Regions from separate parts of the Mus musculus genome. Here region 1 is linked to region 2. A link is a contact called in public HiChIP or PLAC-seq data. All regions are on one chromosome and are shown on one strand. The core of a region is the stretch at or near the end of the contact, and the rest is flanking DNA. Distances in the headings are between cores, read along the strand shown. Region 1 has its middle 6.4 kb from the start of Treml2. Region 2 overlaps Foxp4 (forkhead box P4).

Region 1 (2,764 bases), core at 185-2,684, 420 kb after region 2:
GTTTCCTAGAAGATCCCAGTGAGGCATCTGGACAGGAACAGAGAGTGTTTCACTTTCCTTTAAACTGAGATGCAGCTCTGACAAGATTCATCCTTAGTGATGCTTAGTGATCCAGCTCCCGGCCTGATCCTGCCTCATCAGAACAGCTTCAGGAATAGTTCAGACGGATTCAGTCAGAACTTCAGTTAAGCCCTGAACTTGCTAAGCACACAGAGACTGGATAACAAATGCTAAAGCTAGCTTTCTTAAGTCTAACCAGTTTTGTCCAATTTTCCTACCCTTTCCTGAGAGAAAGGGCATGGGGGAAAGGAAGAAGTTATGGAGAGTTGTCATCCTGATTCCTTGGGTTTGACTGTCTGGTTATGGCTATTTTATAAATTATAGATAGGTTGTCATTTTAAGGGATAATTTTGAATTGGTCATAAATGTAGACAAAGAGGAAACTCAATAGAGAGCTTAGATTTGGGGAATTCTATCTTTTCTTTCCTCTTCTCTATCCTTTCTTTTTTAGGTAAAGGGAAGGGGGTTGAAAAGAAAAAAGGAGGATTGAGTAATATTATAAGAAATTAGATGTACGGGGATAGATTAGTGAACTTATTTGTAGTGGGTTTGGCCTAATGCTGCCTGTAGTCTTATGTTAATTTGTGTCCCCAAAATTGTTTGCAGTTGGTTCTGATTAGTAAATAAAGATGCCAGCAGCCAATGGCTGGGCAGAGCAGACAGAGGCAAGACTTGAGGATTCCAGGGCTTGGGATAGAAAGGAAGAGGAGGAGATGAGATCTGCCATGCACAGGAGAGGTGGAGGAGAGGAGACATCATGCCTGAGAAGAGAAGGGAGGCATAGCTGCCATAGTGGAGCCAGGAGAGCTTGGTCCAAAGGGCTGCCCAACTGGGTCCAGGGCAGCCAAGGTAGAATATAGAGTTTAGGAAGTGATGACTTGGGATTCTCAGCAGGAGGAGGATTAAGTGCATAGAGTTTAAGAAGTGATCCAGCTACTGTGCTGGTTAAGGCATATTAAAATATAAAGGCTGTGTATGTGTGTGTGTGTATGTGTGTGTGTGTGTGTGTGTGTGTGTGTGTGTGTGTGTGTCTGTGTCTGTGTGTGTGTGTCTGTGTGTGTCTGTGTGTGTGTCTGTGTGTGTCTGTGTGTGTCTCTGTGTGTGTGTGTGTGTGTGTGTGTGTGTGTGTCTTTCATTAGGGAATCCAGAACATTGGGGCAGGTAGTGTGGGACATGCCATCAGGATATACTACAGCCTGACAATGGTACCATGTAATGTTGGCCTGGCTAGAGAGTTGAACTCCTTACCTTGTAGCAATGCTAGAAGTATATGGTCCTTATACTGGGTTCAAGGTCCTTGAGGGCTGTAGGATTCTCCAATAGCAAAATCTTCTACTGTCTGTGGTATCTTCTGAGGTTGATGACATCATCTAGCTTACCTTTCCCTGTCATAGGAAGACTTTGTTGTTTCCTAGAAGATCTCAATGAAGCCTCAGAACAGGCACGCAAAGTGTTTCACTTCCTTTTTTTTTTTAAATTTTTATTGTATGTGTAAAATGTTTTGCCTGGATGTCTGCCTGTGCACCTGTGCACTGTGTGCATATTAGTTGTCTGCAGAAACTAGAAGAGGGCACAAGGAGTTACAGACAATTGTGAGCCACCATGCTGGTGCTGGGAACTGAACGCAGGTCATCTGGACGAGCAACCAGTGCTCTTACCCACTGAGACATCTCTCCAGAAATCCCCCACCTCCTTTTGTTCTAGGCGAGGTCATCTTGGGTCTTTGTGGTTTTCTCTGTTTGAAGCTCTGGTGTAGTTCCTCCAGTGTCTGTCTTTTTCTCTGTCTCTCTGTCTCTCTGTCTTTCTGTCTCTGTGTCTCTGACTCTGTGTGTGTGTTATATGTGTTCATTTGGGTGTGTGCTCATATGAATGCAGGTGCACGTATGTGGGTGAGGGCAGAAGTCAATGTTTCATAAGCTTTTCAGTGGCTATCCACCTTGTTTTGAGACAGGGTCTGTTGCAGAACCTAGAACTCACTGACATGGTTAGGTTGGTTGTACAATGGGCTGCAGGGATCCGCCTGTCTCCACTCATCTCTGCTATGATGGCAACTTCATGACATTACACTCAGCTTTTACATAGGGATACCAACTCAGGTCCTAGTGCTTGGGTGGTAAGCGTGACACTGTCTGAGCCGTCATGTCCTGCCACCCCCAGTGCTTTAGGCAGCACCTACTTGGGGTTTTTGTTGTTGTTGTTGTTTTTTCTTTGTTTTTGCTTTCATCCTTCTTTGCATGAGAGAAGCCTGTCTAGAAATCCAGGAAGTCATCTTGCCAGAAGTCCCTGAAGACATCAGGCTTATACATTTTACTTAGACAGGATCTCCTATATCCCAAGATAGCCTCAGACTTCCCGTGTAGCTGAGGATGAATTTGAATCCAGGCCTGTTGTCCCGAGTGCTGGGGTTACATTGGTTGGTGTTTCACCATGCCCTTTTATGCAGTGCTGTGGATTGAAAGCCAAGGCTTCACACATGGAAGGCAAGCATTCTACAGCTGAGCTATATCTCTAGCTCCCAGAAATATATATATTTTTAATGGGTTGATTTTACAGTATGTGGATTATATCTTATAAAATGATTAAAAGTCTGTGATCTTAGGTTAAGCAAAGATTTCTTTGAAATAGCCAAAAATATGTCATTACAATTATATATAGGCTTTCACTACCACCACCACCACCACCACCACCACCAACAACAACAACA
Region 2 (2,936 bases), core at 352-2,851:
GTAGGACACATGGGCGGGGATTGCAGGGCCCAATTCCCTCTGGAAGCCTGGGTGAGGGCACTGATCCACCCATCTCCTGTCCCCAGGTCCCTTGGTCCCACCTCCCTATCTCTGCTCTCAGTTTTTCTGTCTCTCACCAGCAGCCCCAGCCCTGTCCCCATTACATGTCCCCCACCAGTCTCCTCCAACCCGCCTATCCCGGCTCTTCTTTACATTTCTAAACGGGGAAGAAAGCGGGCAGGGCAGGCAGCGGGTGCCCCTGGAGATCTGCTCTCCCTCTCTCCCATCCAACTCTTGCCTCTTGCAACTGGCCCGATTTCATTACCAATTTTAATTTGCCTCTAATTAAATCCTGTGTATTTTTCCGACTCGCTTGCTAACCCACGAGGGAGGCGGGCGGCTGGAGTGGAATCTCACGGAGCGATAATTACAAAGGGCCTAATCACGCCGGGGCTCCTGCCTCGGAATAAATTTGCCCGCATTACGGGGCTCCGATCCTCCGCTTTGCAAATGAGAATGACCCCAATTTCCGAGGGTGGCCTCGCCGGGGCTTTTTTTCCCTCGTTTCGAAGCCTGATTCGTGACGAGAGACTAATTCGTTACGCTGAAACATTAACGGCAATTTAAGGGGTCTGGCGGGGGCTGCGTAAACAAAAGGATGGGCCCACAACACAGGCCCTAGGAGGGGATGGACACAGGAAGGCTGCTGAGGACCATCCACTTGGCAGATGGTAGCTCTGTCCCTAAGAAATGGCAGCTGGCTTGGCACACGCCCACCCCCAAGCCTGGATACCCTAGGTCTAAAGCAGCCGGCATGGTCTATGGATGGGGACCAGAAGGGGTGGGGGTGGGGATCAAGAAACCCAAGTGATGTAGAGAAAGATGACCCGGAGAAGGTGCAAAATAGATGGGAAGAAACCACAGGCTACTCTTTCCCCAGTAGCATGAATGAAGTTGGCTGGCTGAAAAGAACTCTCAAAGTCAGTGTGGATCTCAAGCCAGTACAGTCTGACCGGACAGGGCAGTGTGGCACCCCCCAGGGTGCCACGTAGCAACAAGCCACACTATATCAGGACCAGATTAGGGTTGTGTGTGAGGGATGAAACAGATCAAGGTGAGGCTCTCGGCATGGCCACTGAGAAGCTATGAAAGCTGCCTGAACCAGCTCTACGCTATATTCAACTCTAGGTGATGGGATTGTATCATCTGTAAAGTCTGCCATCTGACCTGGCCTAGACGTTGGAGGCTGGACCAGGTGGCTCCTAAAACACAACGCTAGCTCAAAAAGAGGGCAGGGCTGTGGTTGCCAGGAAGTGACATCACTCATAGCCAATCAGAGTGGCTGCCCCTGCTGCATAGTCTAAGCTTTGGGAGGTTGGCACAGGAAAGGGAAGATGCCATGATAGGCCCTTCTAGTAGTCCTTTGCACATTACTAAGGTAGAAAAGGCTGGACAGCTGCAGATCCCACCCAGTGCTTGGCGGTGCCCTGGCCCGGAGGGCCTCCTCCGTTCCACTGTGGAGAAACCCGTCACACTGCAGGAGGTCTGTTTGGCTGCAGTTTTCTCACAGGCCAGCAGGAGGACCCGAGAGCCAGGGATACAATTAGAGTTCTGAGAGAGTGAGAGAGAGACGCCCTCTCATGTATCTTGACTTCCTGAAAGGGCCAATACTCCACCCCCCACTTCCTCCTCCTCGTCCAACTCCGCCTTAATTTAGATACCACCTTCTCATCTTGCTTCATAGTGCAAGACACACATGGTGCGCATGCACACCCTATATCGACCATAGAACAGTGTCCCAGCCTACATCTCTGGCCCATTTTCCTAGGTCCTTGCATTCCTCTGGTCTCCAAGGAAAATGCTTATAGCTGAAAGTGTTAAGTGACTAATTGAATAGAGACAATTACCTCCCTGCCACTGGTGAGCTGGGTGCTGTATGTATCCATTTGTGTCCCTGGGAGTGGTCTATAGACTTCAGTCTACCCATGTATTGGGGCCAGTATACACCTTTGAACCTCCTCCTAGACTGGATTAGTTATGAAATCTGGAGCCATGGATTTACCCCAGGACCTGCCACTGAGCTGACCGTCAACCCTCCAGAGGCCCTGTCTCAGGGAGTTGGAATTCTTTGTACCATACTAAAGAGAAATAATTTCTTCCCGTTAAAGAGACAGTGCGAGGCTGGCCAAGGTCATTAAAAGGAAGACACTGTGCATGCCTAGCGCACACACAGGGCTGGATTCCACACCTAGCAACTGTCTAACAGGGTGTGGTGATGTTCACTTGAAATCCTGGCACTCAGGGAGGTGGAGGCAGGGCGATCATTAAACCCAGGGTTTTAAGACCATCTGCGACAATACGCAAGTCCCCGATGTACAAAATAGCAAGTTAGGAACACTGGAGTTGCTGCTGAGGGGACCGGGGTGAGGGCTATTGGTGGACCTGGTGGGCTATTTCTGCAGAACTGTTGAGGGGACAAAGTAGTAGGTAGCCTTGGTCTCAGTAGACTGTGGCGGTTTAGAGAAGAAAGTCAGGATGAGGGAGATAGGGCAGGTCTTACCTTCCAGGTGGCCGTGTTTCTTCGGAAGTAGGCGAACATCCTGGTGAACCAGTTATAAATCTCATTTAGCGTCAGCTGCCGATCTGGAGTTTCCAGAATGGCCTGCAGGCAAGGAAAGGGCAAAGAGACCCTCAGACTAGATCTGGGGGCCTCACGGCCCTGTGTTCCACCCTTTTATGTAGCCCCTGACTCATCCTTGAGGACAGGAGACCCAGAGGCGGGTTGGGATTCCCCGCTAGGCTAATGAGCTAAGAGAGCTGAGGGTATTGGGAGCCGGGCCTCCAGAGACTGCGCATGTGCAAAAAAGACATGGGAGCCCTTCACGGTTGGGGGTGAGAAAGGGCTTCATGCGCCCTAGCCTGAGGTAGCACTATTG

What was found. HiChIP or PLAC-seq counts read pairs in DNA pulled down with a chosen protein or histone mark.
Region 1: an H3K27ac HiChIP or PLAC-seq map of large pre-B cells shows a contact between it and region 2, with 3 times the contacts expected there. The contact joins two enhancer-like sites. A contact is called at or near these places in 1 of 39 promoter capture datasets (the C10 cell line) and 1 of 115 datasets of contacts at active chromatin or transcription factors (large pre-B cells).

What each region holds. Positions count from the first base shown.
Region 1 is chr17:48,292,222-48,294,985 of GRCm38.p6, forward strand. No RefSeq gene overlaps it. Among named protein-coding and RNA genes, the nearest start is that of Treml2, 6.4 kb to the right of the region's middle. Within about 2 kb of position 1,435, at least 43 of the 459 cell types and tissues checked have an H3K27ac peak or open chromatin away from gene starts, as enhancers often do.
Region 2 is chr17:47,872,075-47,875,010 of GRCm38.p6, forward strand. It overlaps Foxp4 (forkhead box P4), which reads right to left. Exons shown (of 17, transcript NM_001110825.1): 13 at 2,561-2,662. Among named protein-coding and RNA genes, the nearest start is that of Gm25201, 33 kb to the left of the region's middle. Within about 2 kb of position 1,602, at least 109 of the 459 cell types and tissues checked have an H3K27ac peak or open chromatin away from gene starts, as enhancers often do.